2 separate regions of the Gossypium hirsutum genome follow, and region 1 is linked to region 2. The links are chromatin contacts, called in public Hi-C maps. All regions are on one chromosome and are shown on one strand. The core of a region is the stretch at or near the end of the contact, and the rest is flanking DNA. Distances in the headings are between cores, read along the strand shown. Region 1 holds the start of LOC121208719 (ethylene-responsive transcription factor ERF060). Region 2 holds the start of LOC107937238.

What was found. Hi-C and Micro-C count contacts between places; a contact is called where the count stands out from the background.
Region 1: a Hi-C map of leaf shows a contact between it and region 2, with 2.6 times the contacts expected there. The contact joins the promoter of LOC121208719 here to the promoter of LOC107937238 in region 2. A contact is called at or near these places in 2 of 34 Hi-C or Micro-C datasets (hypocotyl and leaf).

What each region holds. Positions count from the first base shown.
Region 1 is chrA02:103,585,456-103,591,858 of Gossypium_hirsutum_v2.1, forward strand. It overlaps LOC121208719 (ethylene-responsive transcription factor ERF060), which reads right to left and starts at 4,216. Exons shown (of 1, transcript XM_041079763.1): 1 at 2,478-4,216. The coding sequence starts at 3,848. The coding sequence ends at 2,826.
Region 2 is chrA02:103,427,637-103,434,912 of Gossypium_hirsutum_v2.1, forward strand. It overlaps LOC107937238, which reads right to left and starts at 1,396. Exons shown (of 1, transcript XM_016870088.2): 1 at 1-1,396. The coding sequence starts at 1,105.

The DNA of each region.
Region 1 (6,403 bases), core at 2,966-5,465, 160 kb after region 2:
GAACAAGCCTAGGGTTTCCAGGGCACATAGCTGTATAGTAGACTATGTGACCCTAATCCTACACACGATCACCACTGAGTCGTTTATAAAAGAATACACACCTTTCACCGAGGGTCCAATTGATGCTCCTTACTCTCGATTCTGGTCTGGCGTACCTAAATCCAGTCCTGCAATGAAAAATTAGCATGAATTAACATTAGGTATTAAGATTTAACAAGACTGTAAGAGATCGTTTAATCAATCACAAAATTAGTGTTGGATAGTAATATTATGAAAATTTAGGATCTAAACTTTGGAAACGAGATGTACTTACAGATTCTTGGCAAGAATAGGGATGCTATCAACGATAATTTCAAACTCGATAGAAAGAAAGATTGAATGGGGGATGATTTGATTCGGGAAAGCAAAATAATTATCAACAATTAAGATAAAAATGTGGTGTAAAGAAAAGGGAAATAAAATAAAAAAAGAATAAATAGAAAGATGGAGAGCAAGTTCTATTAGGACTTGAAAAGGGTAATATGAAACTCTAATTAGGAAAAAAAGAGAAAAAGATGGTGGAATTCTAATTCTATTGGAATTTTGAGAAGGGCAATATATAAATTCTAATTAGGAAAGAATTGGTTGAATTCTTAAAGTTTGTAAACGCTAGGGGCTGCAAATGCAATTTTCCTACATTTTGCAAAAACTTGAAATTAAAATGAAGGGGGGAGGGAGATGGACGGCTCAAACTCGAGTCAATGGGGGAAAATACTAACACTTAACCTTTGGGCCTTACACCTATTTCTTGCTTAATTACGGTATTGAATTGTATATACGTTTCGAGGTGTGGTAATTAGATTGCTAAAAATAAGAAAATATAATAGGAATGAGACTCAGACCTATAGGTTGGAGTACTAACGCTAAACCATTGAGCTTGTTGCTCATTTCTAGTTTATTTTAGACACTTAATCGTATATATGTGTTAAGGCATTTTTACCGAATATTTATGAAATTAAAAGGAGAAGGGCTCTAACTTAGGTTAAATGAAGGGGGAAGCTAGTTCTTAACCATTAGGCCAAAGCTTATTTCTTACTTAAGTTTTACTCCTAACCGTATATATTTTATTGTGGCTTTTATGCTAGATTGCTAAAATTAAAAGGACAAAAATGGGAAAAAGGTAGCTTGAACCTAGAACTTCTAGGATAATGCCCTAAACACTTAATCATTCAACCATATACATTTTCTTGGTTAATTATTTCAGCTAACCGCCTATCTTTTCGAGGCATGACAAACATAATATATGAAAATAATATAATATATTATATGATTAGGAAAAAGACCAAATCAAGTTCAAGCTTTAAATGTTGGAGTCCAAGCTGAACTCATATTTTAAATAGAATTAAATTTTTTTGTCTAAACTCATTTTTTTCCATATAATATTTCACTTTAAAAACTCCTAAATATCAAGTCAGATTTCAAAATTTAACAAATAATCTGACTTTTAAGCAGATCTAGTTCGAATTCTAACATTTGTAATATGTTCAAAACCCAAGAATTTTCTTAATTATACATTTGAAAATTTGTGCAAGAAATAATATAAAACTCATACCTTCCAACAAAACTAGACATGTTTTAAACAAAAAATAGAGATTCAATGCCAAGCACAAAAGTCTATAGAGGTTTAACATGAAAAATTGCCCCCATTTAGAACCCACAATGAGAGGGAATCAAATTGGATTGATTTGTTATGCTTTAATAAAACATGAAATTTCATAGATTACATCAAAATTTTGTTTAATGAACACTGTTCAAGAGACAAGGAGTGATGTTTTAACAGAAAATATTAAAAAGCCGTATAAAGGGCCAAATGGAAAATTAACATGTGAAGAACCGTACCGAATCAAACATCTACACATGCAAACCATATAAGTAGATTTTCTTTAAAATTGATTAAAAATTATATTTGGTTTGAAGAGAAATATTAATAATAATAATATACTGGTATTTTCTTTAATAATTACTGTTATTTTTATCTATTTCTATCAATACTAAGTTGATGATATTAACATGTGATTATAAATTTAAACAAAATATAGATAATAACAAATATTAATATAATATATATTAAAAATTATAATTCAATCTTTTTTTATAAATAATGAAATTAAACTTTAATCTTTAAAATTAAAAGAATAATTATTTAATTATTTAAAATTATGAAATCTCTCACTAATTTATAACTCATGTCACGCGATATAAAACTAATTTTTATGCAAATAATTAAAATTTTATTAAGTTTTATGACATAAATTTTTTTCTTTGTTATCTATTTTATATACAAGTTTTTATGCAAATAATTCAAAACTTTTTTTAATTTTAATTTTGTTTTGTTTTTACAGATTTTCTTTTCTCAAACAACTTTCTGTCACATTCCTTTTTATATTTATTTAATAAATTTGATTTATTAAAATTAAATTAAAATATATTCAAATAAATTGTAGGAATATTTACTAGTTTTTTTTTTTAACAATAATGGAACCAAACATAAACAGTTGAAGCACTCCAACGGCCATTGCTAGGATAATTAAAAAACAGTACCAGCAAGACCAGTGTCTTTAGAAAGGAGATACCTCTTGCGCTTACAACATATATATTTTTTAACATGATACAAATTCTAAACTGATACCCCTAATTTAAAAACCTCCATTGATCTTCCACAAATGTCAAAAATCCCATTGTAGACAGACCACTAGAGACACTAAGGAAAAAAACATGACGAAGGTAAAAGATGCTTAGACCTAAGAAAATACAAGAAATTACATGATAGTTGTGTTTTTAGGGACTCAAATGGCTTCCCAATCGATTTCCAGTGATGGGAACTTATCTAAACTGAAGTTTTCAATTTCATTGTCTTCCCATTTGGAATCAGAGAAATCAAAGAAAGTGATATCAGATTCTGGTGAAGATAATGATCCTGCTAATGATGATTCATCAACTGATGATGATGATGATGATGATGAGTTGTCTTGTTTATGATCAAACTCCTCGGTTTTGATGGGGTAATGAAACTCAGCGGCCTTGGGGAGGGTCTTCGTCTTCACTGGATTGCCTTGTGCTTGTAAGCTTTGACAGATAGCCTGAAGCTTAGCATCAACCGAGGCATGGAGGGGTTTGTAGTCACCAAACTCGCCAAAAACATGAGCTCCTTGGTGCTTAAGGTGGGGAAAATTCAGCCTAGCGAACTCTCCTCTAAGCTTATAAGCAGCCTTGTCGTAAGCCAAGGCTGCTTCTTCAGCTGTGTCGAAAGTGCCAAGCCAAAGTCGTGTTCGGTTCTTAGGGAGTCTAATTTCAGCCACCCATTTGCCCCAATGCCTCTGTCTCACACCCCTATAAAGCTTCGCAGCTTTTGGTGGGGTGGAAGAGACATGTTTCATAGGAACAGGCTTTGGTGAAAGAAAGCCCACCCTTGGGTTCTCAAAGGTTGTTGTTGGTGGTGTTGCAACAGCCGCCATGGAAGCAACCTGTTGCTGCTGTTGTTGATGTAATATTTGGGATTGAATTTGAAGGATTTGAGAAGGGGTGAGTTCGTTAAGCCCAAGTGAACTACCTGTTTGCTCAAAACCCAACATGTTCTTGTCATAGTTAGAGAACCCATGGTTTGAAAACAAGTGGGTACTACCGTTCAATGGGGAGCAATATTCAGGGTACAAATTGGGCTGTGAGGGAGAAGAAGAAGAAGAAGAAGAAGAAGAAGAAGAAGAAGCACTTTTCATAAAAGGTTCAAGTGCTTTCATTAACTCTTCTCTTAAAGGATCATAAAAAACTGAGTTTCTGCTACTATTATACATATCTATAACAGCTGCCATATCCAAAAAAACAGACCTGTTTCTTAATCAAAACCAAAGAACAGGCAAAACCCAACTTTGAGGGACCAAAAATAAACCCTCTTAGCTGATCAAAGTAAAGATTAAAACTTTATAATTTAAAAGAAAAACCCAAACCTGGATCTCTAATCTGAATCACCTGGCTTTCAAAAAGAACAGATTTTTTCCTTTTTTTTTTCAGCTTGAAAGACAGAAAGGGATTCAGAGAAGCTGGGAATTAAAGAAAAAAAGGGGGAATTAAGGAAAAAAAAAACTGAATGATTGGACACTGCAACAAAATCTGAATAATCTCTCTCTCTCTCCTTTTTTTTTTTTTTTGTGGCCTCACCTTGCTGTTTTACACTCTTGGATTTCAAGCGGTAAAGCTTATCACTACTTATATAACCTTCTAGCCCCCCATGTGCTTCTCTATTAATTTTCTTTACATTAAATTATTATTTTTGTTAATTATTAGTTTAATTATAAGATAATTTAAATTTAAATTTATCACCTTTCGTTCTTGTCAACTTCAAAGATGCTTTTTTTATTCGATTGGAAGGGGGTGACGATGGAGGGTACCTCATCGCCAATTTTGCTGCCATTTTTACTTTGAAGGGTTAACCGAGAAGTGTCGGTTTCTTAACGGTGCTTTACACGTGTGAAGTTTTGATTGGGAAAAAGATTTTGTTGACCTGGCATTCCTTTCCTTGCCACGTTGCCACTTCAATCAGTGTTATCATGAATACTTTGGCTGTGATTTTATGTTTCTTTGTAGCCATCTTCGATCAAGATAATTAGTTAGCAACAACCGTCTAAGGGTTAGATTATATTTTATTAATTTTATTTAAAAAGGATGTAAAATAATTTTTGTATTATTTTTTTATTAAAAGTTTTACCAATTTTTATAATTAAATAATTATATATGGCGTAAATAAAATAAAATATAATTAACATAAAAATAATTTACTAAATTCATTAGTAAATGAGACAAAATACAATTTATCTCTTACTATAAAAATCGGCTCAAATGTTAAGGTTATGCTAATTAGATTTTTGTAAATTATATGTGAATTTTTAGTTTAAATTTAATTTGATTTAAATCTTTATTATGTATAGTTCTTGTATAGGTCATACTTTATAATTGTTTATTTTAGTAATAGTTACTCATATGTATATTATTTGTACTTATTGTACTCATAATTTTTTATTAAAAAAATCAAAAAAATGTTTTGGGTTTAAATTTTTCTCTGTCTATTTTGTAAAAAAAAAACAATTTTTTATAATTTCTTTTAATTTTGATACTGAGCAAATTGGTTCTTATTATTTTTTTTAAAATAGAGCAATTTAATCTTTGTCAAATTTAAAAGTGAATAATTAAAGACAATTCATCGCAACATTAAATTTTCATCAATTGTATAATTTTTTATTGGTATAATAATAAACTTAACTCTCAAGTTTAAACATTATGTCAATTTGGTATTGATTTAATAAATTTGTTATTATACCAATAAAAATATGTTTAATTGATAGAAAATATTAATATTGTGATTAATTATACTTAATTTCTCATTTTCTAAATTAAAAAATTACTTTACTTCAATATTTTTAGAAATTAACCAATTTATTTAATATTAAAATGGAGAGAAATTAGAAAATTATATTTACCTCAATTTTGTATATAGAACTTTAATTGGAAAATCAATGTAACAAAACTTGAATATGTTTAAATAAATGATTTATATGTTAGAGCAAAAATATAACAAACAAAAAAACTACAAATCCCAGAAATTAAAGTTGAAATATGAACAAGAAAAGAAAGAAACTAAGTGGAAATAATTATTAATAAAAACAAAATATTGAAATAAAACCAATGTGGATACAATGATGAAAAAGTTGAATTTTTTTGTTAATGATTCAAGGGATAATCTAACTTTTAACCCTTAAAATTTATAACTACCTCTATATTGGTTCCTAAATTTTTTTATTATCTATTTTGGTTCTTGAATTTAAAAAATGGGGAATAATATAACTTTTAGCCCATAAACTTTGTAAGTAAGTCTACATAGACTCTTGAACTTTTTTTTTATCCATTTTTACCCCTGAACTTGAAAATTGTTATTCATTTAAGCTTATTCTGTTAATGACCGCAAAAAAAAAGGAGATAATGTAACTTTTGGCCTTTGAACTTGACAACTAGGTCCATTTTGATTCCTGAACTTAAAAATTTTAAAAGTGTGGTGATGTGGCACTTTGAGATTATGCCACATCAACACTTGAAAAAAAATATGATGATGTAGTACAATTTCAGAGTGTCATACTTAATATTTTAATAATTGAATCGATGATTAAACATGTTAAACCACTGGTTCAATCGTCGGATCAACAATAATTAAATAAATAATTAAAATTTCATAAAAATCTAAAAAGCCAAGTAAAACCAATTTTTATTTATTTTACTTTTTTTTAGATTTTTATTATTTATTTAATTATTTTTGGTCCGACTATGGAACCGATCAAAATGATTAAATCTAAAACTAGTGGGCTAACTTGTTCAACCG
Region 2 (7,276 bases), core at 146-2,645:
ACTCCGTCGAGAAAACCAGTATCAAATACATCAACAGCAGCAACAAGTAAAGCACGTACCCAAGCGTTTGAAGCACTTGTAAACACACGTAGGTCGACGGCGAAGTGGCGTAAAAGAACTTAAGCGGCTCAAGTCCGGTGACGAGGGAGGTAAGGCAAAGGATTGAAAAGTAAATCGAGAGGTAAATTTGGATGAAGATGAGAATCTTTTGGAGTGAAAAATAAGCTTTGATGCGGTTAAAAATGAGGGAAACTAATAGTAAAGGGATTAAAAGGAAAGCACAAGAGATTACAGTAGCAATGGTGGGAGCATGTTTGTTGCCGACATATGGTTTGAACTGTTTGGTGAACTCTTTGTTGTATTTGTTGATGTAAACTTTCGAGGTTGTCGAGATTCTCTCCAGGTCCGGTATAAGTGTTTGCTGGAACTTAGCCGGTAGATCCCGGAACTCCGACACTAAATCCGATTCATCATCGTCGTCGACCCAACTGGGTTGCTTCTTTTGTTGTTTCTGAATCTGGGCTGTTGTCGGTTTCTTTTCAGGTTTTGAAGATGGAACCGGTGTTTTCGTGGTTGTTTTGTTCTTGGGAGAGCTTAATTTGAGCAGATCCGAAGCTTTTGGTGTTGTGGAATTCAGTTTCTTCACCTTGGAAGTTGAATTAAGCTTCTTGGGAATGGAACTCGACACCGTTGGCTTTGCAGTTTTGGTCGAGTTGGTCGGTTTCAAAACCTTGGTTTGGTTCTTGGCCGACAAATTCGACGTTTTGGTTGATACATTCAATGATTTAACGAGCTTGGTTTGGTTCTTGGTGGATACATTCACTGATTTAACCAGCTTGGTTTGGTTCTTGGTGGATACATTTGATGGTTTAACAAGCTTGGTTTGGTTCTTCTTGTTGGAAAAATTGGAGCTTTTCTTCTTCAACACCAACTGTTCATCTTCTTCTTCGAGCTCCAACAATCTTCTTCCACCGCCACCAAACCGAGTGGTTCGAAGCTCGTGGCTATCAACAATGGAGGTACAAACCAGCAACGAAATCAACATAAAGAAAGCAAGGTAAAGCAAAAATACCTTACGGAAATTGAAGTACAATAGTGGAGCCATTGTTGGTGAAAACTGAGAACTCTCTCTATGCCTTTGAAAGATAAAAAAGAAAAAAAATGATCCAATGATTTTTTTTTAAGGCTTTGGATTGGATCTAAAAGTATTGCACTAAGAAAAAATAAATAAAAGAGAAAAAATAAAATAAGAGTGTTTATATATCGGTGTAGATTTACGTGAAAGGGTAATGAGGGACTTTAATTGAAAAGTGGGAAAAAGATGAGGTCACACTCACATGGTACTAAAGTGAAAATTGTTAAAAAAGGTAATGAAAAAACAAAAATGTATGCTTTAATTACACTATTAAACGCGGTTTTCGCACTGTTCCCCTCGCTTCTTATATTGCCTCACTCTCTCACTCTGTCAGTAAAAATGTCCCTAAACTATTCTTCAATTCCTAGATTGGTCCTTTTAAGTGTTTTAAGTCAGATGATTTCAGATGTATCACGCAGCATCTCATAAGAAAGTATTAATTGTCATGTTTTTATTGGCTGATATCGTTTTTTGATAAATTGATGGTTTAGCGACTAAATTTGACCAAAAAAAATTGAAGGATCAATCTAGGAATTGAAGTATTGTTTAGGGGTAAAAAATAATTGTTAAAATAAAGGTTAATCCACTAGGCATTCTCCCACTATTCTGCTTGGTTTGTAAATTTTAAAACGATCCGGTTATGATCTTGAAGTGTGACCATTGTATCAATCAACAAGGGAGGCACCAATGGGGTAGGTAACGGCTTCAATCCCTTTAGGTCCTTAACATTTGTAATTTTAAGCCCCCAAAATTTTACAATTTAATTTTTCCCTCCGACTATAAAATTTTTAGCTTTATCTCTATCAATTATGTCTCTTTGTTAGTTTAATTGTCAACTTAAACATTAAATGTCAATTTTTAAATCTAACGTGAATTAAATTATTAACATGTATAAATAACTTAAATTTGACATGTTAAAGAGAAAATTCACCTCGCATTTAAGTAAAAAAAGAGTATTAATAATTCTTCAAGTTGAATAATGGAATTCAACTACGGTGCTTTGGAGTTTAGGCGACGACTTTTACATCACAGATCATCTTCCATTCCTTACATAGTGGAAAATTTTGACTGATTTTTGGGTTGAAAGAGAAAAGAAAAAAGAAAATTGTTCAGAATAAGCCAAAGAACCAACCACCTTTCTTATTAGGGTTGATTATTAATACCCTTTTGAAAGGGACAGAAGAAGACAGTCCTACAATTTTTACTTAGTAAAACCAAACCTTCATCTTTGGACATTGATAATATATATTCGGCAGATTCATCATGGGTGATGCTAGCAAATATTGTTGAAGTAGTTGGAATTAAATTATATATTTTTATGATAGTAAAAATATAATTTTATTATTTTAATAGTCTATATCTTTATAATTTTTAAAAAATTAAATTAAAATTTTATTATTTTTAAAAGAATAAAATATAATTTTACTATTACTAATTTAAAATTTTATAAATTTATAAAATACTTAAATAAAAAATTTTTATTTTAGAAAAGATCAGAATCTCTATCAAAGTTTAAAAACTTTATTGATAATATACTAAATATTTTCTCTGACATTAATGAATTCTTAAGCATTTTAAGAATCTGGGTCATATAAATGAAAAGAATAATAATAATAATAATAAACCTAAATATTTTGGTTAGTTTGACCTAAAAACTAAAAGGTACTTTTCGTTACTACGATTTCAATGGGTAAATGAAAAACTTGAATGAGAACAAATCAAGTTAATGGTATTAAGCGGTTGTTTTTGACTTCCTTTTTTTGGGGTTTGACCTTTGTGTTCCATTATTACATTATACAATAGCTTATGCAGAAATAACAAAACCCGGTGTAAAAAAATAGTTTCCAAATTAAAGCTGAAAACTCAATGGATTCACTCTTTTTTATGCTAAAAGTTACAATGTTAGATGTGGGACTTTAGGCTGGGTTCTCACTTCTCTTTGAAGTCTCAAGTCTAAGTCATTTCTCAACTCACCTAGGCTAATTTTATTATTATTTCAGTTTATGAATTTCACAAAATCGAATTAAAATTTTTAAATATAATGATTATATATTTATTATACTTAAAAAAGATAAAGCGTGTTTTAATACCAATTGAATTAAGATTATATTAACATATATTTAATATCAAATTTTAAATAAATAAATTTAGAGCTAAGAAATTAAATTATTGGGATAAAACTATTCCAAATTAAGGAATAAATAGAAGCATGAAAGATAAAAAAAATATTGAAAATAATTAAAATGTCACAAATATAGGCACGATATATAATTAAACTTTAACTTTTAACTTTTTAGAGGAGATGGATAGAGATTGTTCTACTAGATGTGTTAAAAAATTTAATGCACAAAGTTCGAGTCGTAAATTGATTTTAAAAATCTAGTCAAATTTTACTTCTAACTTTGAAAAGATTACAATATCTTAAATTTCTTTAATACAGATAAATTTTTTTTAATTATTCTCTGTGATGGAGCTTCAATTTAATGGTTGTTTAGACTTGATCTTTGAAAGATGTGATTTGCTTCAAGGGTCGTCGAGACTTAATTTTAAATTAATAATATTCGCTTCAAAGGTTGTCAAGACTTGATCTTAAAAATGGGTTTGGGGAGAGTTTGGATCCAAAGGTCATCAAGACTTGATCTTGGATGGTTGAACCTGCTTCAAGTGTCGTGATGGCTTGCTCTTGAAATAGGTTCTAACCTCCTTCCCTTAGTTGAATCGAACTGATGTGACATTCTTCAAATTTTCTTCAAGTTCTTGAGTTTCTTCAGATACTTTTGCCGAAAATCTCTGGACATATTAAACTAGTGATGTGTGTTGAATGGTTTAGATGTGATCTTTTTTTGTAGCAAGTCAGTCGAGTAAAAGAGAGTTCTTGAAGAATTTAACTTCCTCATTTGAGTATTCTACAAAAATTAAGCTCTTTTTATTATTATTTATCTCATATTAATATAATTAATCAGAGATAAAATCATTCTTAAAAAACATGGGTTTTCTTGTAGCACCCCTAACCTATATCCGTCACCAGAATAAGATTTTGAAGCATTACCGAAGTTTATCGATCAAATAGGCAGAATTCTCAAACATTTCATATCATCAAAATAGGTCATAAAGCATCATTTTAATCCAATTTATAAACATACCAAATCCGAATCAATTTGTGTAGTTCATGAGCACTTAAACATAGAATTAAATTCACTTGCACCTATCTAGATTTAGTTCAATTTACCATGCCATAATATGGCTTAAAAAACAAACACATATTTATATGTATAAAACCAACCAATATTAAACTTATAATCTAATTTACATTCAATCCACAAAATAACTATTATTTAGACACCTTAGGTACATGCTGACACAAAAGAGTAATCATCACCACGTTTGAGTTTGAGAGTGTTGTTGGATGCTGAATCGACGATCAAATTTGAAGTACCTAATCTGCACACGGAAAACAAAACCGTACCCTTAGTAAAACTCAGTGGTATTTCTATAATCCAAATATTTAAAGACAAGATAATATAATATGTATATTTTAATTATAAGCACATTTGAATATTTAAGACCACATTTATTCATACAGTGACATTAGGCATTCAATATTCAATTCATAAATACATCATTTTATACCATTCTCAAATCTCATCACTTGCTATATAATAGCTTTTCATAATTTAATATATGTATCATTTAAACAATAATATTATTCAATCCATAACCAATTCATGAATACGTAATTCATTTGTCTCATTTTCATGTTTCAATTCACTATCTCATTTTCATTCACATACAATATCATCCAATATCAATCATAGTACTATTTTATTTAATTACCCTATTAACACGACTCGAACTCGGACGGATACACGGATCCAACCAACACATCAGTTTGGCACCCAATGCTTCATCAGATAAATCTGAAGTAATAACTACGCCCAGTGCTATATAAATTTGGCACCTAGTGCCTCATCGACTCGAAATCGAAGAAAATCCTTGAACTCTTCTAATCCTATGGCATGCCATCTATATCCGATTTAGCCTGATACAGTTAATAGGGTTTAATTTCACTTTCCAAATACAACGAATATTCAATTATCATATTTGCACATATATATTCATTTCAATACAAATAATCAATATATTCGTAATATATGTATCAATTAAATCCATTCAATCAACTTTTAATTCAATTTAATGTCAAAGTGCCAAATACTCATCTCAACACTTGCCATATGCATTAAATAAAAAATACAACAATTAATAACTAGTTTCGGATTATAGAAATACAAACTAGGAATTTCGAGCTATTCCACGTTAACTTTATCTTTCCCCTTTTTAGTTGAGGATTCCGGTATGACGTTAGCTATAGAATTAAAACAATTAAAATTCGTCAATACAACACAATTCAATTTCATATTGAATATTTTAATTTTTATTCAATATTTGCCTACATTCTAATTTAGTCCCTAAACTGAGACTAATTTTTATTCTTCACAATCAATTCTATATTTTATACAATTTCCACTTTAAACTAAAATTAACTCCCTACTTTCACTTAAATCCCTAAATTTTGAATTTTTTACAATTTAATCCCTATGACTCAAAATTTACAGTTCATTCTACAATTTAATCCTTTTTCATTTCTAACTTAACAATCTATCAATTTAATCCCTAATACTAAAATTATTCAACATTAAGAACATTTAAAAACTCAATAATTGCTAAAATTTCGACATAGGTTGGGTAATACTTAACATCAGGATTCCAAAAACATAAAGATTACAAGAAAATGAGACTAAATTGACTAACCAATTGAACTTGAAACTTTGAAACCCCTAAGTCGTGGGTTCTTCTTTCTTTTTGTTTCATTTTGCTTTTGTCTTTCTTTATTTCTTTTATTACTATAATATATATTTACTTAAATATTAAGTAAAACATATTATAATATATATTTTAACTTTAATTTATTAATAATATATATAATAATTTTACACCTTATGCCGCCTCATTAAAAAATAATGGCATAATTGCTTCTTTAGTCTTTTTAATTTTTCTTTAATCTATAATTCAACTTTTACCCTATATGCAATTTAATCTTTATACTTAATTACTCTTAATTCATGCAAAATCACTTAACCAACACTTAATTAACTACACAACTAGCTTCGTAAATATTTATTCCGTTTTACGAAAACGGAGTCCCGAAAATGCACTTTCTAATACCCCTGACTATCGGGTCGTTACAATTCTCCCCTCTAATTAAATTTCGTCCCCAAAATTTACCTGAAAAGAGGTGGGGGTACTGAAATCTCATAGTCTCTTTCGGTTCCTAAGTCGTTTCTTCAATACTATGACTCCGCCATAACACTTTCACTAACGGAACTCGCTTATTACGCAATTTTTTCTTTCATGTGCCAAAATCTCAATCGGTTCTTCTTTGTATGACAAATCAGGTTGAATTTCAATATCTTCTGTCGAAATAACATGAGATGGATCTGACCGATATCTTTTAAGCATTGAAACGTGAAAAACATCATAAATTTTTTGTAATTCCACAGGCAAAGCTAAATGATACGTAACTAGTCCCATTCTTTTTGTGATCTCATATGGTCCAATAAAATGAGAACTCAGTTTTCCTTTTCGACCAAATCACTAAAGTTTCTTCGAAGGCGAAACTTTAAGAAATACTTTATTGCTAACAGAATATTCAATATTTTAACGTTTCAAATCTGCATATGATTTCTGTAAATTAAAAGTTGTCTTCAATCTATCTCAAATTTTCTAAACAATGTCTTTCATTTCTTGAATTAATTACAGCCTGATCATTCTTCTTTCACTCAATTCCATCCAACAAATAGGTGATCGACATTACGACAGATAAAGCTTCATACGGAGCCATTTGAATACTCGATTGAAAACTATTGTTGTATACAAATTCGGTCAAAGGTAAGTAACGCTCCTAACCTGGTTCAAAATCAATAACACAACTACGAAGCATGTCTTCTAAAATCTCAAAGTGAACTGCGGATCTCGATAAAAAATTATCGACATAGGGACACCGCGCAATCTTACTATTTATTGAATATAAACTTTAGCAAGCTTTTGAAATATCCAATCTGTCTTGACTGCAATGAAATAAGT